7 separate regions of the Mus musculus genome follow, and regions 1, 2, 3, 4, 6 and 7 are each linked to region 5. The links are chromatin contacts, called in public HiChIP or PLAC-seq, capture Hi-C and promoter capture Hi-C maps. All regions are on one chromosome and are shown on one strand. The core of a region is the stretch at or near the end of the contact, and the rest is flanking DNA. Distances in the headings are between cores, read along the strand shown. Region 1 overlaps Wdfy1 (WD repeat and FYVE domain containing 1). Region 2 holds the start of Ap1s3 (adaptor-related protein complex AP-1, sigma 3). Region 3 holds the start of Serpine2 (serine (or cysteine) peptidase inhibitor, clade E, member 2). Region 4 holds the start of Cul3 (cullin 3). Region 5 holds the start of Mogat1 (monoacylglycerol O-acyltransferase 1). Region 6 has its middle 27 kb from the start of Ap1s3. Region 7 holds the start of Mrpl44 (mitochondrial ribosomal protein L44).

Evidence for each region. Promoter capture Hi-C pulls out the DNA fragments that hold promoters and counts their contacts. HiChIP or PLAC-seq counts read pairs in DNA pulled down with a chosen protein or histone mark. Capture Hi-C pulls out chosen DNA fragments and counts their contacts.
Region 1: a contact with region 5 is called in a promoter capture Hi-C map of liver. The contact joins the enhancer-like site here to the promoter of Mogat1 in region 5. A contact is called at or near these places in 9 of 39 promoter capture datasets (the 3T3-L1 cell line, cranial neural crest, embryonic stem cells and 5 more) and 1 of 9 other capture datasets (pancreatic islet).
Region 2: a contact with region 5 is called in a promoter capture Hi-C map of liver, with 13 times the contacts expected there. The contact joins the promoter of Ap1s3 here to the promoter of Mogat1 in region 5. A contact is called at or near these places in 19 of 39 promoter capture datasets (the 3T3-L1 cell line, 3T3-L1-derived adipocytes, the C10 cell line and 10 more), 2 of 15 datasets of contacts at CTCF or cohesin (embryonic stem cells and large pre-B cells), 13 of 484 Hi-C or Micro-C datasets (B cells, the C10 cell line, cerebral cortex and 8 more), 3 of 115 datasets of contacts at active chromatin or transcription factors (bone marrow-derived macrophages, embryonic stem cells and extraembryonic endoderm stem cells) and 3 of 9 other capture datasets (adipose tissue, embryonic stem cells and liver).
Region 3: a capture Hi-C map of embryonic stem cells shows a contact between it and region 5, with 4 times the contacts expected there. The contact joins the promoter of Serpine2 here to the promoter of Mogat1 in region 5. A contact is called at or near these places in 5 of 39 promoter capture datasets (liver, neutrophils, pre-B cells and 1 more), 1 of 115 datasets of contacts at active chromatin or transcription factors (embryonic stem cells) and 1 of 9 other capture datasets (embryonic stem cells).
Region 4: a contact with region 5 is called in an H3K27ac HiChIP or PLAC-seq map of embryonic stem cells, with 8 times the contacts expected there. The contact joins the promoter of Cul3 here to the promoter of Mogat1 in region 5. A contact is called at or near these places in 1 of 39 promoter capture datasets (pre-B cells) and 2 of 115 datasets of contacts at active chromatin or transcription factors (embryonic stem cells and large pre-B cells).
Region 6: a contact with region 5 is called in a promoter capture Hi-C map of liver, with 8 times the contacts expected there. The contact joins the enhancer-like site here to the promoter of Mogat1 in region 5. A contact is called at or near these places in 16 of 39 promoter capture datasets (the 3T3-L1 cell line, 3T3-L1-derived adipocytes, the C10 cell line and 9 more), 2 of 15 datasets of contacts at CTCF or cohesin (embryonic stem cells and large pre-B cells), 9 of 484 Hi-C or Micro-C datasets (B cells, cerebral cortex, cortical neurons and 4 more), 1 of 115 datasets of contacts at active chromatin or transcription factors (embryonic fibroblasts) and 1 of 9 other capture datasets (embryonic stem cells).
Region 7: a contact with region 5 is called in a promoter capture Hi-C map of liver, with 6 times the contacts expected there. The contact joins the promoter of Mrpl44 here to the promoter of Mogat1 in region 5. A contact is called at or near these places in 14 of 39 promoter capture datasets (the 3T3-L1 cell line, 3T3-L1-derived adipocytes, the C10 cell line and 8 more), 1 of 484 Hi-C or Micro-C datasets (bone marrow-derived macrophages) and 5 of 115 datasets of contacts at active chromatin or transcription factors (astrocytes, embryonic stem cells and stem cell-derived neural progenitor cells).

What each region holds. Positions count from the first base shown.
Region 1 is chr1:79,744,743-79,747,952 of GRCm38.p6, forward strand. All of the region lies in intron 1 of Wdfy1 (WD repeat and FYVE domain containing 1), which reads right to left. Among named protein-coding and RNA genes, the nearest start is that of Wdfy1, 15 kb to the right of the region's middle. Within about 2 kb of position 1,424, at least 63 of the 459 cell types and tissues checked have an H3K27ac peak or open chromatin away from gene starts, as enhancers often do. A contact at or near this core is called in liver, where this site is marked.
Region 2 is chr1:79,670,262-79,673,358 of GRCm38.p6, forward strand. It overlaps Ap1s3 (adaptor-related protein complex AP-1, sigma 3), which reads right to left and starts at 1,711. Exons shown (of 5, transcript NM_183027.2): 1 at 1,589-1,711. The coding sequence starts at 1,591.
Region 3 is chr1:79,857,350-79,860,614 of GRCm38.p6, forward strand. It overlaps Serpine2 (serine (or cysteine) peptidase inhibitor, clade E, member 2), which reads right to left and starts at 1,316. Exons shown (of 9, transcript NM_009255.4): 1 at 1,162-1,316.
Region 4 is chr1:80,338,773-80,342,162 of GRCm38.p6, forward strand. Cul3 (cullin 3) reads right to left here and starts at 1,918. Exons shown (of 16, transcript NM_016716.5): 1 at 1,474-1,918. The coding sequence starts at 1,539. It overlaps Gm39667 (a long non-coding RNA gene), which reads left to right and starts at 2,141. Exons shown (of 2, transcript XR_865570.2): 1 at 2,141-2,378; 2 at 2,456-3,390.
Region 5 is chr1:78,509,181-78,512,326 of GRCm38.p6, forward strand. Mogat1 (monoacylglycerol O-acyltransferase 1) reads left to right here and starts at 1,880. Exons shown (of 7, transcript NM_026713.3): 1 at 1,880-1,908; 2 at 2,688-2,875. The coding sequence starts at 2,782.
Region 6 is chr1:79,697,085-79,700,364 of GRCm38.p6, forward strand. No RefSeq gene overlaps it. Among named protein-coding and RNA genes, the nearest start is that of Ap1s3, 27 kb to the left of the region's middle. Within about 2 kb of position 1,622, at least 87 of the 459 cell types and tissues checked have an H3K27ac peak or open chromatin away from gene starts, as enhancers often do. A contact at or near this core is called in stem cell-derived neural stem cells, where this site is marked.
Region 7 is chr1:79,774,301-79,777,554 of GRCm38.p6, forward strand. It overlaps Mrpl44 (mitochondrial ribosomal protein L44), which reads left to right and starts at 1,718. Exons shown (of 4, transcript NM_001081210.1): 1 at 1,718-2,011. The coding sequence starts at 1,833. It also overlaps a transcript of Wdfy1 not described here.

The DNA of each region.
Region 1 (3,210 bases), core at 174-2,673, 1.2 Mb after region 5:
GCTGTGGAGAACAAAACAGAAACATCCCAAACAGTAATGACTGTCCATTGCAGGGCTCTGAGACTGTGCTAGCATTCGAAATAAGAACGTCTTGGCAAGGGTTTGGCTGCACATACCTTTGCCCGATTATAAAAGGTGAGAAAAAAATAATGGCAGGATCAACAATCTGGATCACTGGGTCGAGGAATTGCCTCTGAGCCAGATGGCCTGAGCTAGGTCCTCAGAACACGCAGTGGTAGAAGAGAACCAAGCGGTACAAACAAGTGTTTACCATTTTTCAAAGATAACCAACTTTGTTGGTGTCTTAGTCAGGGTTTCTATTCCTGCACAAACATCATGACCAAGAAACAAGTTGGGGAGGAAAGGGTTTATTCGGCTTACACTTCCATACTGCTGTTCATCACCACGGAAGCCAGGACTGGAACTCAAGCAGGTCAGGAAGCAGGAGCTGATGCAGAGGCCATGGAGGGATGTTCTTTACTGGCTTGCCTCACCTGGCTTGCTCAGCCTGCTCTCTTATAGAACCCAAGACTACCAGTCCAGAGATGGTCCCACCCACAAGGGGCCTTTCTCCCTTGATCACTAATTGAGAAAATGCCTTACAGTTGGATCTCATGGAGGCATTTCCTCAACTGAAGCTCCTTTCTCTGTGATAACCCCAGCTGTGTCAAGTTGACACAAAATTAGCCAGTACAGTTGGATTTAGGGATTTCAGGCCTGATAATTAGTTCTTTTTTTTTTTATTAGATAGATAGATAGATAGAGAGAGAGAGAGAGAACACTGTAGCTGACTTCAACACACCAGAAGAGGGCATCAGATCTCATTACGGGTGGTTGTGAGCCACCATGTGGTTACTGGGATTTGAACTCTGGACCTTTGGAAGAACAGTCAGTGCTCTTACCTGCTGAGCCATCTCACCAGCCCCTGTTAACTAGTTATAAAGAAATAATTAAATAGGGAAAAAACAGAATCAAGGATTTGGGGGAAAAAAAGGTAAATAGTGAAATGTGTTGGCAAATGGCATAGTAACTTATAGTTTAGTCACTAAAAATAGTTATGAAGACTAGAAGGTATGGGAAAATGTGCATAAAATGTGGTTTTCTTTTTTAATACTTTTATTTGAAGTAAGTGTGTGTGTGTGTGTGTGTGTGTGTGTGTGTGCTTATGTACATATCACATAGGTGGAAGTCAGAAGAAAACTTATGGGAATCAGGTCTCTTCTTCTACCCTGTGGATTCTGGAGACCCAAAGTGGTTCCTCAGGCTTGGTGCCAAGTGTCTTTATCTACTGATCCATATTTTAGACCAAAATCCTCAGCTTTCCTTTAAAATGCTGAGTTAAAGTTATATGGCTAAGCTGTATGAGCACACTCGCCAGCTCTGCAGTCATCAAGCTGACTAATCAGGGATAGACGGGAGGGGAGGGGACACTTGTGGAGCAACACTGACTCTAGATCCTTGTTAGGACATGAGGCCAGCAACACAGAGCCCATGGGAACCTTCTGGCAAAGCCACAAGTACACACTTCGGAGTGAGTGCAACGCCAGGATTGGATTTTGCTTTGTGTTCAAGTGCAGCTATCTAAAATAGCAAACACAAAAATACTCCATGCCTTAAGAATGTGTCTGTCAACATCACCATTAAGAGCAAACAAGGCTGAGGAGTACAAACTGAGTGAAGGATTAAACTGTTTGCAGCCTCAGGCACAAGAATCAGGCAACTTCAAGTAAATGACGGGCACTTTCCCTTCTTAACAAGACTACTCTAGAGACTTCTATGTGTCGGACTTAGAACTCAGTGGTCTGCTGGCCATCAAAGTGAACTTGTGCTTAGGACAGGCTTGGGAGTCGGGGACATCCTCGAGTCTATGAGGGGTCACATTTCCGGAGGGCCACTACAGATCATGAAAGGGACTCTGGCTTCCACAAGGAGACATGAAATGGAAGGAACACCTAGAGGTTTGTGAATAGACTGGGCCCAGATAAGATCACTCCCAAAGGAGCAGAACGAAGTGCTTGCAGAGAAGACCTAAGAAACCAGATGCAAGAAGGCTGGACAAGAGGGTCCCCCAAAAGGTTGAAAGATGTAAGACAATAAGCTTCGACCCTCTAAGTTTGTCTCTGCTGAGCTCCTGTAATCTCAAAGCACTGAACTACGTAGATATAGACTTCTTGCTTTCTAGACCTACACGGGTATTCCTGAAAAGTTCATGATCTGCAAAAAGCAAGCTACTCTGTGGCAAAGATGGTGGACATTTTTATCTCCGGTTTATGCTTCAGGGAACAGAAATAAGCAGAAAGCCATCTTTAAAAATACAAACCAATATGGCCGCTGCAACACACTGTCTGACTCTACCCAGTTGCCTTGTCCAATTTTATCCAGCTCTTACTAAAAGATGATAAAAACCTTACAATGTAAACCTTTTTGTACAAAATTGTTCATAAAAGATACAACTCAATTTTTAAAAAGCAGCTTTGTATAGTTTTTAAAAAGTAAACAAGCCTTTCTAGAAATTTCCACATATTTCCTGCTAAAGCATTGACTCCTAAGCAAAGGAAGATGAAGCATTGCCAAAGACCAGCAAAGTATGGTGATGGCCATCAGAATCAGTGCTAATGGCAGCTGATGGGTGTTGGTGCTGATAACACGCAACAAGGGCTGCGGCTGATGGCAGCCAGCGATTAGAGAGAAGGAAAGGAAGAAAATTCAAACATGCACACATATACACAGAGAAAGGTTGAGGCAAGGACAAGCTCCAGTAACTTCACACATACAAATACATACATACATACACATAGACAGACAGACAGGCAGGCAGGCACATACATATTCACACACTGGATGGCTGGAGCAAAGCTCCAACAAGCAGGCCCCAAGCCTTTCACATACACACACACACACACACACACACACACACACACACACACACACACACACATTACTTGGTGGGTAGACAGAACGAAATTCCAACAAGCAGGCTCTAAGTGTTTCATGTATATTCATACATACATACCTACACATACATGTTAGTGCAAGAGGGCATGTACATAAACACACACACACAGAGCTGGTGGATGGAGCAAGCTCCAACACACACAAGCATGATGTAAAACAAGCTTTTCATACATATACATACAGATTTGATAGATGGAACAGTTCCAACACATTCTCCCACAAACCTTACACACACACGTACATACACATAGTTGA
Region 2 (3,097 bases), core at 461-2,960, 1.2 Mb after region 5:
ATAAACCCTTTGGGATCCTTCCGGGCTTCCAGGCCACCAATGAACACCTGTCCTATCAGTTAGGAACAGTTTGCTATCCCACTAAACAAATGAACAAACCCAGATGGAGGTCAAGCAGCCACAGGTAAAGATGACCACCTGGTTTGGAGGTTGCAAGGGTGGCGGGAGATCATGGAGAGGAGGAGCTGGCTTTGCCAGAAGTGCTAGTAACACTATTTCCTGACAAGGGACAGCAAGGCGCGCCCGCACACACACACAGGAGGACAGGGACTGGAGGGAAAGCTGGAGAACCTTCCCAGATTCTGAAGGTCATTTGACACGAGAGGAGAAAAACAAAACTCCCACCTTGTGCTGTTTAGAACTCAGGGCCTTACCTCAAATCCTGCCCCTTCCTCAAGAAGTAAGCAGCTTTGGGCTCCATAGATACTTGGGAACCAGCCTTCATCCCACCTCCATTAGGCAAATGAGCTATCTTCCTGGGTACCTTGTTCCTTGGGAAACTTGAGCAAGCCAAGAGAGCTGCTCCGTTATTTACAGGGGCCTTTTTGCACCCTGCATTTACCTCAACAAACAAAAAATGGGCACGCTGGGAACCCTGCCGACATCCTCTGGGCTATCTGTCCGGGTGTCTCAGCAATGGACTACTCCAACTCAACCTTCTTTCTAAAGTCACCTGCTCTCTGTCGTGCATCCAGAGAGTGCCTTCAGGAGGTCACTTCTCTGAGAATTTGGGAAGTGTGCACAACCAGGGAAGTGGGACAGGCTACCAAACTAGTCACTGTCCCAGCAGAAAGCCAGCGCGAGAGAAACCTCAGGTATTGCTTCCACCCAGAGCTGGATATCCACTTCTGAGTGTAGCGGGTCTCCGGGCTTTCATCTTGATAGGAATTCCACCCCACGCCCCCACCCCCCCACATCTCAGTCCATTCTCCATCATCAATCAAAGGGTTCAGGAAGTGTAGAATGGATACGGTCACTACTCCTGTTAAAATTCGAGCGAATCAAAACCCAAAACTCTACTTTATGAAGAACTGCTACCTGGTATCCCTCCCGCCTCTCCAGCCACAAACCGGGGTTTCATTTCTCCTCTTCACAGTCGCTCACCCCTCCAACTGCTGCGCTCTACCAAAACACCTCGGGGAGCTCAAATGTCACTTCCTCAAAAAGGCCACCAAATCAAAAATTACCTCTCAGGCGGGTTTCTTGAGGCTTGGGAGTTCTCCTCGCTCTGGAAAGTTATTTTTATTTCACCATTCCATCACCGTCTCTTTCCCTAGGCATCCTTTCCTACCAGTGTTAAGCACCTGGTCCCCCGCGACATCCCCAGCGCCTGGCTCGGACCAAGCGATCAGAGAAAGAGACTGAAATGAATGAAGAGCGGTGCCCGGTGTCCGTGGGACTCGCAGGAACGGGGAGACCTGCACTGTCCGGAGCAGCCGGGCCACCCTCGCCTGTGACTCGGCGGTACCCAGAGCCAGGTTAGGCGCGTACCCCCTCCCCAGCCGCGTGTTCGGCCCTGGAGCCGCAGGTGTCACCTGGAGCGCGCACCGCCTCGACCAGCTCCATCACGATGCTCAGCCCTACTCACCATGGTCCCGGGTCCCTACAGCAGCGATTGCCCGGGATGCGAGGGCCAGAAGAGACTGTAGCAGCCCGGGCGGCTGACAGGTGAGGCGCTAGCCTCAGACCATGGCTACTTCCCACAATGCCCTTGAACTGAAAGTTTGCAGACTCCTCCCCGCACCGGGCTGCTCCTCCCCTCCGCTCCTCCCACACACCTTCCTCCTGGCTTCCTCAAATTGTGTCACTCCTTCTCTGCCTCTTCACAAGCCTCCCGCTCCAGCTCCCCCTTTTACCCTTTCTCACTCCCTCCTCCTCCCCCTGGTTCTTCCTTTGCTCTCCTGCGCCACGGGGACCCCGCAGTTCGCCACGCCCCTCATCACCGCTAGCCCCACCCAGGGCAGTGCTTACACCTGCGCGCGCACCTTCTGCGCTGACCGCGCCTGGTGCCCCAGCTTCCCTTTTGGTCTGGGGTCTGCGATCCTTCTTCTGCTGCCACGTTGTGTGCTTCATGAATGGGACTGGCGACCTTCCGCCAAAAGAAGATGCTTGCCTTTACACCTGAGAAAAGTGTAAAAAGCAGTCTGGCCCTACACCTCAGGGAGAGAGCAGTTCCCAGAGCTAGAAATACATGAAAAATGTTTTCACACACACTCCCTTGAGTTTTGTTTTGCTTTTTACCAAAATTGCAATTCAAGAACATTCATAGCCCTCTCCGCTTAAAGTTTTCTATTACATTAAGGTACTGAAACTCGGGGGGGGGGGGAGTGGTGTTTGTTTTTCTTCAGCTGTTTTTCTTCCCCTTGATTTTTAGGCCTAGACTGTTTTGTTATTTAAATTAAAATATAATTACATCATTTTCCCCTTTCTTCCCTTAAATTCCCCTCTTCCCCAGGTATACCCACCCACCCTGCCCCGGCGCAGTTTCATTTGAAATCGTGGCTTCTTTTTTCTTTAGGGGTGTGTGTGTGCGTGTGTGTGTGTGTGTGTGTGTGTGTGTGTGTGTGTGTGTTACTGCTCGGTCTTTTAGTGTTGCTCTTATGTGTATGGTTTCAGGACAGACCACTTGGTATTGGCTAAACAATTAGGGGAGTTTTAAGCCGGAATAAAGAATCTCCAGGTCTCCGAGTTCTAAGCAGAGTTTTAGCACAGATTGATTTGGGGAGAATGGGCTGGTTTCGCCATATACCCAAAGAGAGACAATGACTCTTAAAGGTTAACCTTTGTCTAAATGGCTCTTAGACCCATAAGTCGACGGAATTCCTCTCCAGGATCTAATCTGAACCATCTGCAGGATATAGACACCCCGTGCCCCCCCAGCCCCCATCTAGGAACAGGAAAGCAAAGAGAACTCCAGCTGGGCTCCCGAATTCCTGCCACTAATGCCTTTCCTTCATGCCAGGCCCTATGGGGGAGCCCTGGTGATGAATGAGGGGGCACTGATGTCACTGATGTCACTGGTGCTCACAGTCCCCAACAGAACAATAGGTGATATACAAGTTGCAACAAAGCCCAGGAAATGCTAAGAGACCCCAAC
Region 3 (3,265 bases), core at 66-2,565, 1.3 Mb after region 5:
AACGATGACATCGGCTCATGACCTTCAGGAGTCACCCTTAGCTGAACAAAAATTTCAAACACTACTCTGAAAAAAACAGCTAAAACTCCATTGTTGACGGTTCCATTATCTGTGGCGAAGCTCTTGAGATTTTTTTTTTTTTTTTTTTTTTTTTTGCTTAAATGTTGCCAACAGGGTATAATTATTGTTTTAGAACCACAGAAAGTGTTCAAAGCACCTTCAATTTTTAAGTGTGCTTCAGATACACAAATCGGTAATGCTGACATTTCTCCCATTATCTGTATTCCCATTCAGATACAAAATCTCCAAAGTACAAGATGATCAGATCAATTGTTCTAGAACAGTTCAGAAAAGTAAACTGCCTCCTGGCTTGAAAGAGAAAAGTTAAACCTTCAAACACCTTTTTATGTTCATGCTAAATATAAGAACGTTCCCAGCAAAGTAGTCAAAGCAAGATCCAGCGGCGTTTGGAGATTTCTCTGGAGAGACACGCGGAGATTCTGTTTTGTTCATTAAAACACTAAAAATCCTCAACAGCACCTTCCCTAATACCTGAAGGTGGAGTGCTGTCTTATGTAATAGCAGCTTTCCCTCTCTGCTCATCGTGGGGGCAAATTAAATACCTAATTCCTCCGAGGATTTCTGAGTACTTTCACCTTACCTGGAGTCACTCACCGGCCTCGCAATTCCCTGGTCCACAGATGATGAAAATAAATAAGAAATCGCAAAGAGCTGCTACTGTATCCTAGGGACAAGCCTGTTGCAAAGGCCAGTGTGAACTGAAGTCCTTCCCCAAACCGCTGCCCACCTCCACACTGCACAGGCAAAGGTTACAAGTGAGAGCCGGTCGCCCGGGACAGGGACCCGCGCACGGGAAAAGTGTGGGGTCGGTGCTACCCGTGAGTGCCCAGTCGCCTCGGGTTCAGGGTCACGGTTTGCAGTCCTGCTGGACCCACCCCGAGCTCGGCGAGCGTTCCGTCAGCCTCCGGCACACCTGGACGCCCAAACCCTCGGGGACAGGGACGCGGGAGCCAGGAGCGCTCGCAGCGGGGCCCGAGGCGGTTCGAGAAAGTTCCCGCCCCAGCAACCGGTCGCGGTGCTGCCCCGGGGACAGTCCCCGGCTCCCCTCCGAGCAGCGGGAACCCCGCAGCTGCTACTCACCCGTCCTCGCTTGGATCCCCAGGTGGCGGCCGAAACCGGGAGGGAGATCGGCGCTGCGCGGCGGTGGGGGACAGGCGGCGGTGACGGTGACGCGTGCAGCCCGCACTCCCGTGCAACCACTGCACTAGCCGGCCGGGCCGCGCGGGGGCTTTATCGCCGCCGCCGCCCCCGCCCCTTCCTGCCTCCCCCGCCCCCCGGCCCGCCCCGCCCCGCCTTCCCGCCGCCGCCTTTGTGTGGCAGCCGGCCGCAACGTCTCTGCACCGCAGGGGACTTTAGGACGCCCCCCTGCCCGACCCGCGGTCGCCAGATGCCGCCCTCTCGCGGGGGTTGGGGGGTTCGGGTCCCCAGAAAGCTCCGGCCAGACGCGCCGGGCTCGAGGTGCGGCGCCAACCCCCGGTCGAGCTGCACGTGGATCGTCCGGATGAGCCTGTGGGGAGTGGAGAGGAGTGGGCGACACAGAAGCCAGTGGTGTGCCCCTGAGACGCAAGACGCGTCGTCTGGGGGTGTTGGGGGGGGGGTGACAGTGTGCAATCCTGCAGGTGATGGAAATAACGGAGCTAGGACGTGGAGGTCTAGAACAGGTCCTCCAGGTGCCCCAGAGTCAACTTATCCCTGCTTAGTGGATGAGCTGGCTGTGGGATTCCTAGGCACATGACAAGCAAGGACATGCAGAAAACTGACCCCTTGCTTGTGGTGATAGCATGAAGTACTCTCAGAGCTCCGAAGATCCAGGTGTTTTGAACCTACACCTTCAGCCCCTGAGACCTTATCAGACCCAAGGCCAGCAACAGATGGCTGTTATGTCCCATGGTCTGTTACCTGAGTGTCCCTTTCTGCATTCTTCAGTCCTCTGCTCAGGTTAGGTTTGTAGGGACTTTCATGGTAGTCTCTGTTGCCTTTGGTGCAACGCCCTCCCTATCAGGCCCCATGTTTGGCCCCAATGAAGAAAAAACAGCCGTAAATCTCTTTAGGGCTGTGAAATAAACTGCACCTAGTGCTAGAGCAACTCAGATCTCTGAGCAACCACACTGACACAGCTGTGTCCATGACAGACACTCCCCCACCCGTGTGTGTGAGTGTGTGTGTGTGTGTGTGTGTGTGACTTGAAAAACTGAGAGCAGCTTTCCAGATGAAGGCATTAGGGACTGAGGGTGTGGCTAGGTGGTAGGGTGCTTGCCTCAGATGCACAAGGCACTGGATTAGGGTGCAGTGCTACAGATAGGAGGGGAAGCAGATAAGAAACTACTAGAGCAGTGGTTCTCAACCTTCCTAATGGTGCAGCCCTTTAATAGGTATGGTTCCTCATGTTGTGGTGCGCCCCCCCCCCCCCATAGCACTATTATTTTCCTTCTTACTTCATAACTGTGACTTTGCTACTGTTATGAGTTGTCATATAAATATCAGTGTTTCCGGATGATCTCTGTGAAAAGGTCATTTGACCCCTCAAGGGGTCATGACTCACAGACTGAGAATCACTATACTAGAGAGCCAAGTTTGAAGTGTGAGTGAAGGCAGATGCACAGAGCTTGCTGGTTTCTCTGCATCTGCTTCTATCTCACCATCTTCATGCTGACACTGCTGATTGAGACAGTTGTAGGCACTCGACTGAGACCCCCATATACTTTGTCCAGTTCTTTCTCAGGGCTGACATTTTGCAAAGCGATTTCCTAATGTCACATGGACTGCGTGGTTTGTATCTCAAACACTATTTGCCGTTCCAAATGTTCAGGAAAGTCAACTGGTTTTGGGAGAAATGGACAAACAGCGAAGGATTTGAGTGTCTTGTAATGCAGGTCATGAACCCCCCCCCCCTTTTTTTCCCAGTTAGAGTATAAATAGGATTTAGTCCAGAAATTCTCAGCCTGGGGTCATGACCCCTTTGGAGGTCAATGACTCTTTCATAGGGGTCACATATCAGATATCCTGCCTATCAGATATTTACATTTTTGATTCATAACTGTTGCCAAGTTACAGTTATGGAGTAACAAGGAAAATAATTGTCTGGTTGGAGATCACCACAACCCGAGGAGCTGTATTAAAGGGTTGTGACATTCCGAAGGCTGAGAGCCACTGGTCTGGACTCTGTCAGATACACCCACCACTC
Region 4 (3,390 bases), core at 668-3,167, 1.8 Mb after region 5:
TCATAGTTGATTAAAAAAAAATTAAAACATAAAAAACAACCATGTCTGAATTCGCTTAAAAAAAAAGAGGGAAGGATGTGGATTTGACAATCACTTGGGTGGTTGATTAGGTAGGGAAATTATTCAAGTTCATAAACCTGGCTCACTGTCCAATTACAAAGGAAAACATAATAGTTACCTTTATTGGCACTGTGTTTCTAGCATTTCTCACTTTCTGGTGTAATCTCTTATTTACTTAAAAAAATCGTTCATAATGCAATTATTATTAAAGTATCTCGTCCTCCTGATTATACCCTACATGTTAACATAGAGCCCATTTATTTACATAAAGGTGCAAGTTTTTACATGCTGACAATATGTCCCTTGCAAAGTCACAATTCTGCATCGCTTGTACACTTCTTTGGGATGAGGAATTCAGAGGCCCTCAAGTTCTCCAAGGCAAAGTTACTTAACTCAGACAATACTATCGTGGTCTTTCATTCCTCACAGCAAAGGGTACTTCAGGAAAAGCCTGTTCAAAAAGTGATGACAAAGGCCCCCTTCCCCTCCCACACGACAGAATGCTTATGAGTCTTAGAAGGGAAAAACAACCTCCCTCCGTTTTACTTTTACAATTCTGCTCCACTGATGGCTTGTCTATTTGACATTTACCTGTCACTGTAGCGACACGAGCAAGTACGTCCAGTTTGTTACAACAGGACATTTTAATTGCCTGCCACTGGCTATCTGATCGAGGCATGACATCCAAAGTTACATACTACTCCATCTACTAAACACCGCAAGCCTATGACTCAACGTAACGCCAAGAGGAAAAGTTTCTGAAGAGCAAATGTTTGCTGTCGCTAAAAACGTACAAGGTAAAACAAGTCTGAGTGGCAACTATTCTTGGGGACCTCCTTGACTAAGACACGGAAAAGCTGTGCCTGGCCCTCCAAGAAGTGGAGGGGCGATTCTGAACCGGAGTGGGTCAAGCGCTTAGGAAGCTTTGCAGGATCAAGGATGCTATAAATACTATGCTCCTAGTGTTTTGCCAGTGGGCATTTCTAGCATCTCTGTCAGTGAGTGGGGCAGTGGGATGGCAAGACCGCCCCTGACTACGGAGTCGAGCAGAGGTGGACAGTCCTCCCCACCGCCGTAAAAGCCGAGCCGGCTCCTTCTGGAAACCGCACGCTAAAAGTTACACACACGCCCCACGCGACGGGTGCGGCGGCCACAGCGCGCATCCCCTCAGGGCCGCGGCCCCCGAGGCCCGAGCGAAGGAGGCCCCGGGGCGGCCGGGGCGCGGGGAACGGCCCCGGAGGTGGCCGACCCGGCCCCGCGCCGCCCCGTTGCCGGGAAGCCTCGCGCTCCGCCACCGGCGGCGGCCGTGGGGGGAGGGGAGGCCGGCTGCGGCCTGTTGGCGGAGTTCAGCCCCGGCCTCGCGTGCGGCTCCGGGCCGCGGCTCCCGGTCCCGGGCGCCGAGGACCGACTCACCGGAAAGGCCCGGATCCGCATCTTGGTGTCCTTCCGGCTGCCCGTGCCTTTGCTCAGATTCGACATGGTGCTCGGCCCCTCCCCGGCGGCGGCGCTGACGGCGGCGGCGGCTGCGGCTCGCACTCGGAGGCGCCGGTGTCACATTGAAGGCGGGAGGGCAGCCGCGGGGCTCGGCGGGGGGCGGCGGCGCGGCCCCCGGGCTGGGCTGGGCGGCGGGCCGGCCCCTGGGCGGCCGCGGCGGCGGGGGCGGCGGCTCGGGCTCGGGCGGCTCGGGCTCGGCCGGGGGCTGCGCTGGCGCGGCGGCTCCGCGGGCTTCCCCTCGCGCCGGGCTCGGCTCCCTTTATCGCGCTCCTCCGCGATGGCGGCGGCGGCGGCGACGGACAAACATCTCACTGCGCAGGCCGAACGTCCTCCTCCTCCTTCTCCTCCTCCGCCTCAGCGAGACGAGATCCGGCCCAGAGGGTGGAGGGGGGAGGAGGGAGGGAGGAGAGCGGAGAGTGGAGAGATGGGGGAGGGGGCGGGAGGACGGGAGGGGAGGCGGGAGGCCGCGGCGGGCACGTCAGATCTCGCGAGATCGGGGCGGGCGCGCGGTCGGGGGCGGGGTGGGGCGAAGCCCGGGAAGGGAGGGCGCAGGGAGAAGTGGGGTCTGAACGTGGTGGGGAGGGGGGAGAGGGGTGGATTAAGGAATGGGCGTAGTCAGCGCCCTGGGGGGCGGGGCCTGGTGCAGGAGACGTAGGCTGCGTTTTCAAAAGAGGAGCGTCGGAGACCCCAGTAGGCTGAGGTGGCTTCTGATTGGTGGAGCGCGAAGGTGGTGGGTCACGTGGGTAGTGGGCGGGGGAATTTCCGGAAGGGGGAGAGGGGAGTGTTGTGTTGTGGGCTGGCGGGGCTGAGCTTGGCCCTAGTAGGTAGGTAGTCCTGGGAAAGGGCGTGGGGTGCGAGGAGGAAGGTTCTACGTCCTAGAACTGCTCCTGTGTTTTTCTAGGGCACGTGGCCTAGGGATGGGTACTTGAGCCCAGCCAGAAACTTGAAAGCAGGGTTTGTGCTTGAGTTACCTGCAGACTGCGAAACCAGTGTCCTGTTTTTAGCTAGGTGTTGCAGCGCCTCAGAATCAACCCGGCCTTCTTACACTGTACAAGCTCCTGGGTTTGTTCATTAGTTGATACCTTCTGGAGGATCCAGAGCCCACTAATGTTAAAACCCGGTTTTTGTTTGTGCCGAAATAAAACAAATGCCTAATATACTACAATATTGTGTTAAACATACGACCATTTCCAAGAACAGTATAGATCATTAAAACCAAAAGCACTGTGAAATTAAGTTTGCTGTAGGTTTGGAGACATTTTTCTATTTGTTCGGGGACTCTTATCCTATAGTCGAAATGTCCAATTCGACTGCTTTTGGCTTCTAATTCAGTATGAATCCTACATCTACCTTGCATACTTGCTCATTTGCTGTTTCCAACGCCCCTGGGAAATCTGAGATTCTCCCAGTTTTGGATCTTCCCATTTTGAGTGAACTGTTGTTGGGATTAGCACCTACAATTGAAATTGGTGGCCCATGACCTTAATCCCAGCATTTGGGAAGCAGAGGCAGGTGGATTTCTGAGTTCGAGGCCAGCCTGGTCTACAGAGTGAGTTCCAGGACAGCCAGGGCTACACAGAGAAACCCTGTCTTGAACACCCTTCACACACCCCCGCCCTCCAAAAGGGAAAACTTGATAAAGCTTGTTTATTTATGGTTGAATTGACCCTAAATTATTTGTAATGACTAAGCTTAGAGAGTTAAGCTAAAAATAAAATATCAAGAATGGGTTAAGTAAAACAAGGAAGGGCTCTGATGAATATAGTGAGTGATGCATAGTTGTTTATAACTAGTATGCTAATTGATTGCCATTTCCATAATTATCAGGATATAAAA
Region 5 (3,146 bases), core at 630-3,129:
ACATGGTCACACACTGAATGCCCAAGGGTTGAGGAAAGGATTCAGCTGTTGATCAAATGAGGTAAATGAAGATGGAGCTGGCTGTGGTGGTGCATGCCTTTAGACCTAGCACATACGAGGCAGAGACAGATGGATCTCTGTGAGTTCAAATTGACTCTGGTCTACAAAATGAGTTCCAGGCCAGCAAGGCTACATAATGAGACGCTGTCTCAAAAAAAAAAAAAAAAAAAAAAATCAAAACAATAAAATGATGAGATGATGATAGGTCAGTGAATTGACCCCCTGTTGGGTCAGAGAATGACTTCAACGGACTGTGATATGTGTTTGGGCGGGAGAACAGCTTGCTCTTCGTTCATGCCCAATATCCAGTAGCCATATAACAGTTCACAACTGTCTGTAACTCAAGTTCCAGGGATCCAATACCTCTTCTGGCCTCTGTGGGCACCCAGACATACATGTAGTACACAGACAGACAGACAGATCACCCATACACATAAAATCAAAATAGAAAAAAACCCTACACATATAAAAGTAAATAAGTCTTTTAAAACACGATGGTTCTTGCTGATCCTGATGTTGCCTGCCTGTAAGCCCCTTAGGGAGGTGGGTCACGAGATCAAGTTCATTAACATATGGAATGCAGCTCACCTGAGCAACAGGAGTCCCTCTCTCAAGCCAGTCCTCCACCTCCAACAAAAGATTCAATTGTTCTTTACTAGCTGCTTTCTGTGAGGTGACAAATGCATCATCAATAACATTCTAAGTGGTTAGGACCAAGGGTTTTAGGTGTTCTGCATATCCTACCATTTGTATCTTTCATCTGAATTTCATTTCATCTCTGTTCTGCCTAGCTTCCAGGAAAGGACAAGACAGAGTCTTCAGCACTTACCTACAATTACAGCTCTTCTCCTTCTCTCCTCTTCTCGCCTCTTTTCTCCTCTCCTCTCCTCTCCTCTCCTCTCCTCTCCTCTCCTCTCCTCTCCTCTCCTCTCCTCTCCTCTCCTCTCCTCTCCTTTCCTCTCCTCCTCCTCTCTCTCTCCCCTCCCCTCCTCCTCTCTCTCTCCCCTCCCCTCCTCCTCTCTCTCTCCCCTCCCCTCCCCTCCCTTCCCCTCCCCTCTCCTCTCCTCTCCTCCTCCCCTCTCTCTCTCCGCTCCCCTCCCCTCTCCGCTCCCCTCCCGTCCCCTCACCTCGCCTGGCCTCACCTGGCCTCGCCTGGCCTCTCCTCGCCTGGCCTCTCCTCTCCTCTCCTCTCCTCTCCTCTCCTCTCCTCTCCTCTCCTCTCCTCTCCTCTCCTCTCCTCTCCTCTCTCTCTCCTCTCTGTCTGTCTCTGTCTCTCTATCTGTGTGTGTGTGTGTGTGTGTGTGTAGGTTGTTTTAATTGTTGAGACAGGGTCTGGTAGCCCAGGCTGGCCTCTACTTTGAGTCCCAATTTCCCTAGCTCCAAATTGGCATGAATACTTCGAAGTGTTGCTATGGAGTCAGGGCATACCTGGCAAGAGACTGTCACAGTGTGTGACATAATATTCAATCACAGAATCTCCCACCTAGCATGGAGGGTGGCTCAGAAAGAACTCTAAGAAAGAAGAAAGTACCTCTTCGACCAGAAAAACAAAACTAAAACAAACAAACAAACAAAAACAGTTTTGCCAAGAAGTTACAAATGGTGCCCTTCCCCTTTTCTTAGGAAGACCTTTGCACACACATTTCCCTTTGCCTGTAGACCTCTTCAGTTAATTAAAGCAATCATTTAAAACTCAAGGGCTGGAAAGACAGCTCAACTGTTAAAATGCTTGCAAGCGTGAAAAATCTGAATCTGATGTCCAGAATTCAGGTAAAAAGTCAGGCTGGTGAGGTAATACCAGAGCACGCCCAGAGCTTTTGGGAGCTTTTGCCAGAGCAGCCTAATTGGGTGAGTCCCAAGCTCCGTTGACTCTATCTCAAAAACCAAAGTCGAGGGCTAAGATAGTATTGAGAAACATATCTGAGGTTCACTTCTGGTCTCTCCACATGCTGCTGTGCACACATTTAAGAAAACTATGCAGGTAAACGCTGAGAAAGAAACAGGCACAAGAAGTTGTCCCACCGGATTCTAACTCTTTCACTCTAGCGTTTATAATAGGGTCTTGTAATTGTATACTATTCAGTTGTATGGTTAGTTTGCTTAGATTTTTTCCTGCCCCCCCCCCAAAAAGGTCATTTTCTCACAAGATAATGGAGATTTGGTGGGCTTTCAGTATATATGGGTTAAGAGAATGAATGAAAGGAAATCATCCAGGATTTGTGTAGGAATTTTAGGACACAAAAGAAAACACAAAAAGAGAGACCCGTGCGTGCACTCGCATACGCACACACCTTGGGGGGGGGGGTAGTGTGGAGACCCACACTAATAAACGCAAGTCCCACACTTTCCTCCAGCTAGTGCTGGACCTCAAAGAACTAACCAAACTACCCACTCCCCAATTCTTGGCTTCAGAGGATGAGGTGGGTTTATGGGTGGATGCTGGAGCTGAGTGCTAGGCGGTCTATCAGATGAACAATGGTCAAATACGGGTGGAGGCCCAGGCCCTAGCGATTGGGCAGGCAGGCTGACCTCTCCCACGAGTGACCAGGGTTCTGCCTCAAGCTGTGATTAGTGATCCCCAGCACCCCGCCTCAACGCCGCGCACCCTCCCTCACCTCCTGCCCCAGGGCGAATTGGTTCCTTTCCGGCCAGCTGGAGCCTCGGCCTCCCAGTCGGTAGCAGTACCACAAATCCTGCGAAAGGAGTCCTCCGGGTAGAACCATGATGGTCGAGTTCGCGCCACTCAACACCCCGCTGGCACGGTGCCTACAGACCGCTGCGGTGCTGCAGTGGGTCCTGTCCTTCCTCCTGCTCGGTAAGAGCTCCGCCGTGCCAAACACTCACCAGACACAGTCCCTACCCTACTGCGCACAGCCTCTGGTTCCTGGGTCTGCCTGGTCAGACAGTGTTCACCTACTGTGGGACTCCCTGCTTTGGATTCCTCTCCCTCTCTCCCTCTCTCCCTCTCTCCCTCTCTCCCTCTCTCCCTCTCTCCCTCTCTCCCTCTCTCCCTCTCTCCCTCTCTCCCTCTCTCCCTCTCTCCCTCTCTCCCCCTCTTCCCCCTTTCCCCCTCCCCCTTTCTCTCT
Region 6 (3,280 bases), core at 372-2,871, 1.2 Mb after region 5:
CCTGAATGATGGACAAGCCCCGCCCCCAGACACACCCCACCGCCCTGGCTTTCACAGGTTCTGGAGAGGCTCCTCATCACTTGGGCTGTATGCAGTCTAGATCACTGCTTCTCTCCAGACACACGAAGCTTTCGATGAGGGCCAGGTGTGTCTGGCCTTTTGACATCACCTCACAACACTGTCATAACCAAGTTCATGCCTGAGAAGTTTGCAATCAAGTATTTTTAAATTGTTAAAAAAAGAAAAAGTCAACGAAACTTCAGTGTTTTAAGTACCCTTACAACCTTGTGCTGAGCTTAATTCACATGCACTCTGGGGAGCAAGCTGAACACACACATGAGCTGTTTTCTCTTCCCTGGACCGCTTTCCTTGTTTCTGGCTTTGCTCTCTCCTCCTTTAAAATCTTTGTACATGTGTCACTCTGAGCACAGTTTAACTTGGCAAGCTGCCTACACACACACACACACACACACTGAGCCTTCCATCTGCGGCTCCTTTTGTTTGCTTCCTTCCCACTTACTACTTTCCGGCACTCTGTGCACGTTACCTATTTGCTGGGTCACTGCTTCCCTCTGCAAGGATGGAAGCTCACCACAGCGGGAGCGTCGCTCTGCTCAAGGCTTTCTCAACAAGTGAACTGTGTGTCAACAAAAACTCACGCGTAAAGGACAAAAATTACATGTAAGAGGCAGTTGCTTCATTGTGGAAAGCTCAGTAACTCAGCTTTTCTGACTGCTCTAATCACTGTGCATAATTTATAAAACACTGTAGACCTCCAGCATCTCTATATCCAATAAATATAGTAATATGTAGTTATCTTGTTGGTTAAAAGAAAAGCTTGCAGGTCTCAGGAAGGTAAAGGGAAGGAGTTTAAGGAGAACATGCCCTCAGCTGGCCCTGGTAGAAAAGCAGCCACCTCGGGGCAGCAGCTTTTCTTTGCAGACAGCTCTGCATGCTGGAAATCCGGTGAGGAGCTTGGAGACCAGGCCTTCATGTATCAGGACACTACTGCTGTGTAACAAAGCACACTAACACTGACTTTCAAAGTCTGTTTTATTGTCCACACTTTTGTGGGTCAGGAATCTGAGAGCAGGGTCCCACAGCTGTGCCTGTTTCTAGTTTCTCATGATTTTCCAGATGTTGTTGGCTGCATCTGTGCAGGATGTTCAGGATGGGCCACTCACAAGGCTGGATGCCTGCGCCGGCTGGCAGCTGGAGCTGCTTTCCCACAGACAGATGTGGACTGGGTGCCATTTTCTGACTTAGCCTCAGAACCACATAGTTTTACCTTTTCCCAGTTTCCCAGACCTGTTACCAAGGCTGGTCTGGTGAGTCACTGAAGTGGGCTCTTTTAAGGGGAAGACAAGAGACATCATCACTTCATAGGAGGAAGGTCTGAAATTCTGTGGAAATAACTTAGGAACTACAACAGCATCCATAAGAACATAAAACTGAGGGCAGCTTCTTACAGTCTCATGGTAAGAAGGCTCCTCCCCCTGCCCCCCCCCCCCCCAGTAGACTCTGCTGTTTTAGGATAACCAACCCCTCCCCACAGTCTCTGTGGCTTACCACAGTCTGTCTTGTACCTCTATCTCATACCACTTCCAGCCTTTGGCTAAAGTGTCAGTGGCATGCCAGGGAATTGTGGTGGTGTAAGGATGGCTGTGAGGAAACAGCCACCCAAAGGCCCCACTCCATGCTCACTCTCTGAGCAAATTCACATCACTTGCTTTTTTAACTTCACAGAGCAGCTGACTGACACGAACTGGACCAGCACTGTTACTTTAAAGATGGACTGTTGTGCCGGGCATGGTGACACACGCCTTTAATCCCAGCAGTTGGGAGGTAGATTTCTGAGTTCCAGGCCAGCCTGGTCTACAAACTGAGTTCCAGGACAGCCAGGGCTACACAGAGAAACCCTTTCTCAAAACACCAAAAAAAAAAAAAAAAAAAAAAAAAAAAAAAAAGATGGACTGTTGTGTTTTACTGATCAACTTACCAAGTTGTTTTTGTTTTGTTTTGAAGATTTATTCTTTTGTATATGAATATACTATAGCTATTTCCAGACACACCAGAAGAGGGCATCAGATCCCTTTACAGATGGTTGTGAGGAACCTTGTGGTGGCTGAGTATTGAACTCAGGACCTTTGGAAGAGCTGAGCCATCTCTCCAGCCCCAACTTATCAAGTCGTTAAGGGTCAGTGTGCAGCAAGTGTTTCTCTCCATCCACTCTGCATATTCTGGGGATTGAACTTACTTTGCACTTGCCAGGGAGTGCTCTACCGCTTAACCACATCCTCAAAGCATCAGCCAAATGACCATCACAGTGCCTGACAATATGCTCATGAAGCTATCCACAAATTTCCTAATAGAGGCTTGGCGGGGCTGGGGGGTGGGGGGGTGGGAAGGCCGGTGCTGACAAGATGGCTCAATGGATGAAGGCAGTCACTGCTAAGCCAAAGGACCAGAGTTCAATTCCTGGGAGCTCAAATGATAGGGGGAAAAACCTGCCCCAAGGCCAAGTTTGGCACCCACATGTCTCCCCTGCCAATAAATAAATGAATAATAAATAATATTTTTATGAGTTAGAGAAATGATGACAAGGACATAGGTGTGGCTGGATAAGAGTAAGAGGCCATAACAGATCCGAGGGGTAAGGATAATGAGAGCATTTTAGAACTTATACTGGGATGGGACAAGAGTTGTGAGCTGGGCTTATAGACTAGCATGATTTGAGTCACGCTGCACCAGCTCTGACAGCAGGCTGACAGAAACCAACAGACAACCAGGAAGGCAGTGGCTTGGAACATGGGGACGGATGCTGTTTGGTGGCCAGTGCTGGGATATTTCTTGAAGGAACAGCTGACAGGCTTTGTGTTCAGGTTTATGTATGCAAGCCTGCCCAACTTTACTTATCAGTAACTATTATCTTTTTATCATATATAAACATTACCACACCTGGGACACATCCGACATATTTTCAGTACACAACTGCAATTTGGGATTCCCTGGGGATCGGAGCAGGACTCCTGGGTAAAAGGCTAGGAGCTGTTCTACAAGGTCCTAAAAGGAAGAGAGCATGGGAAGGGCTTACAACAAGCTCCCAGCACTGGGAGGAGAGGCGGAAGGATCCCAAGGTAAAGGCCACTGTTGGCTCCATAGAGTCTGCAGACTGACTAGGCTGCATGAAGCCCTGCCTCAACAACAACTGTGTGTGTGTGTGTGTGTGTGTGTGTGTGTGTTGGTGGTGGGAGTGGTGGTGGGGGTGTTTCACACCAGT
Region 7 (3,254 bases), core at 468-2,967, 1.3 Mb after region 5:
TAAAGGATCTCTCTGTGAAAGCAGGTGTTTGGGTGTGGTTTGTTCCTAATCTGAGGTATGAAGGGGAACTCCCAATGTGTGTGGATCTCTTTCACTAACTTTATTAAGCTTGAGATTACTGTTAATCCCACAGATGTGAGGAAAAAGACCCCTAGCTCAAATCATGATGGCCAAATTAATTAAAGAAAGCAATTGATTAAAACAAACCTCTAAAGTTTGTGTACATTGGCTGTCTCTCAATACAGGTGGGGTTCAAGAGATCCTCATTAGATCTAGGGAAGATAAGGTTTTTTTGTCGTCCAAGAGTAGGGGGTTTCCAAATGGAGGATTTGACAGGCAAATAGGCAGAGTTACAGAAGCAGAAAACGAGCATAAGAAGTTGGTAAAACACATGAAACTGAAGAAGAACGAAGACCAAAGTGTGGACACTTTGCGCCTTCTTAGAATTGGAAACAATCACCCATGGAAGGAGTTACAGAGACAAAGTTTGGAGCTGAGACAAAAGGATGGACCATCTAGAGACTGCCATATCCAGGGATCCATCCCATAATTAGCCTCCAAACGATGACACCATTGCATACACTAGCAAGCGTTTACTGAAAGGACCCTGATATAGCTGTCCCTTGTGAGACTAGGCCGGGGCCTAGCAAACACAGAAGTGGATGCTCACAGTCAGCTATTGGATGGATCACAGGGCCTCCAATGGAGGAGCTAGAGAAAGTATCCAAGGAGCTAAAGAGATCTGCAACCCTATCAGAGGAACAACATTATGAACTAACCAGTACCCCAGAGCTCTTGACTCTAGCTGCATATGCATCAAAAGATGACCTAGTCGGCCATCACTGGAAAGCGAGGCCCATTGGTCAGGCAAACGTTATATGCCCCAGTACAGGGGAACGCCAGGGCCAAAAAATGGGAATGGGTGGGTAGGGGAGTGGGGGGGGGGAGGGAGTGGGGGGACTTTTGGGATAGCATTGTAAATGTAATTGAAGAAAATACATAATAATAATAAAAAAAGAGAAAAAAAATGAACAAGCTGTTTGTGAAAGCAGGCACAAAGACCCTGGAGTCTAACTGGGTGAGTGCAGGGGAATTGTTTCCCTTGTATAAGAACCATACAGGTGCCTCTCAAGGAAAAGATGTTCACCATAAAAACTATGGGAAAAGAAGCAGAGACACTTCCATTTCTGACTTCAGGTCTTTTACTCATATTTTGTTAGGAAAGCTTCAAACGTTGATACAGATTTTTAAAAAAAAAACTTGTAATTTCACTGTTAATATTTTTATGTACCCCTCCTGGTCCCGAGTCTTCCCCTGTGGGAGGGGGGTAGGGTGGGAGGAAAGTAGTTGTTTTAAAATACAAACTTTAATTTTGGTTAAGTTAAACACACTTCTGAACGTGCTTTTGTAAGCGAGACTTTTTGGAAACGGTTGGGTGAAGCCTTAAACTTTGAAAACATTTCCTCAGTAGTGGCTGGAATGATGGTCTGCAACTTTTAAGACTGAATGTAAACAAGAAATGTTTTTCTTGTGAAAATTTAAGTGTTTTATTTAGAACTTTAAAAACTAGTTTTTGTTCTGCTTTAATGAGAAATAAACACAAGCGAGACTGATAGGGTCAAGCAACTGTTTCTCAACAATTTCTGCACCCATACTTACAGAATGGGCAGAAAGAAGCACTTGCGCACGCGCAGTACACTAGCCATGCTCCCTCTTCGGTGTCCTCCAGCGTTCAGGCCTCTCTCTGCTGCTGCACCAGTTTCCGGGGAACCGCGTTCGGGCTACACCGCTCCGGCTGTCTTCCTTCCGCCTCCTATTGCCTTGTTCTTGCCATGGCTTCTGCTGTATTCCGGTTGCTGCAGCAGGGCCCTCGCCGCCTATTGGCTCCGGCCGTCCCCACGCTGGCTCCTCCGGTTCGGGGAGTGAAGAAGGGATTCCGTGCCGCCTTCCGCTTCCAGAAAGAGCTGGAGCGATGGCGCCTGCTACGCTGCCCGCCGCCGCCAGTGCGACGGTAGGCGTCTCGGGAGGGTGGAGAGGCTAAGGTGGCGGCGAGGACACCAGGCTGCAGGCAACTGCGGTGGGCACGTTCCTGCAGGCAGCATGGGGCAGAGGAACTGGGCGACAGGGGCTGGGCTGTCCCCTGCAGAATCTCACTAGCTGAATATAAGCAAATGGGGTCGACCAGAGGGTAACTGCTTGGGATTGGGATTGACCCAATTTTGTCACTTCCTAATCTCAGGCCAATTGGGTATTTTAAAGAGGAATAGGGTCATCAATTCTACCATATTGCGTACCAGGGTAGAAACATTTAATTCTGTGTGTAACAGAATTTCATGTCCACTGCCTGGAGTGAGGATAAAAGTTTAGGTTTTTTATCTAATTAATCTTCTTGCCTGGGGGCGGGGGGGGGGGTTGTCGGACAAATCAAAACAGCCAACAACAACAACAACCTCAACAAAAACCCCACAGATTTTTCTAAAGTGCATCATGCTTATATACGATCCTGCATCATGCACTTTCTGTATACTCTGTCTTAGTGGGCAAAAGTACACGAAGATCAACTTCATTCTTACAGTTTCTTTGGCATTTGACTTCCGTTAGATTGTTAGAACACCAAAGAAGCAGGAACTGTCTCTAGTTAGCTAGTTATTCCTGAGCTGAGACTTTGATTACTATTTTAATATTGCCCTCCAGGAGAATATTAATCCCCTTTACACTAACACCAGTGAGAATACACCTTCTATTGCACAATTATTGTGGTTTAATAAGCAAGACTCAGAATCATGTCTTAATTTACATTCCCTTGCCCAATAGACAGGTGGGTATTTTAAGATTAATGAGTTAAAATTGGAAAAAACTATAGAAAACAAATTTAGATTTATGATTTTAAACTTAGATCTATTTTTCTTCTCTCTTTTAACTTTAAAGGATTTTATTGTGGCATTATTTTTCTCTAGGAAAAGACATTTAATTTTCTCTAGGAAAAGGCATTTAATTCTTGGAATTGTGTGTCTGTACAGTGTACCTGCACACACCAGGCCATTGTGTCAATTACCACTACCACTGAATTAGAACAGCCTCAACCCTCGCCTGTGGTTATGAAATTTTGACACACTCATAAGACTGATATTAACTTATGTAACTGGAAATTCAAGTGGACATTTCTGAGCTTTAAATAAATATATATAAACTAAACATAATTACTTTCAGTTTGTGGCCTGAATCTATATAGTTATAATTTGTTCATACTCAGG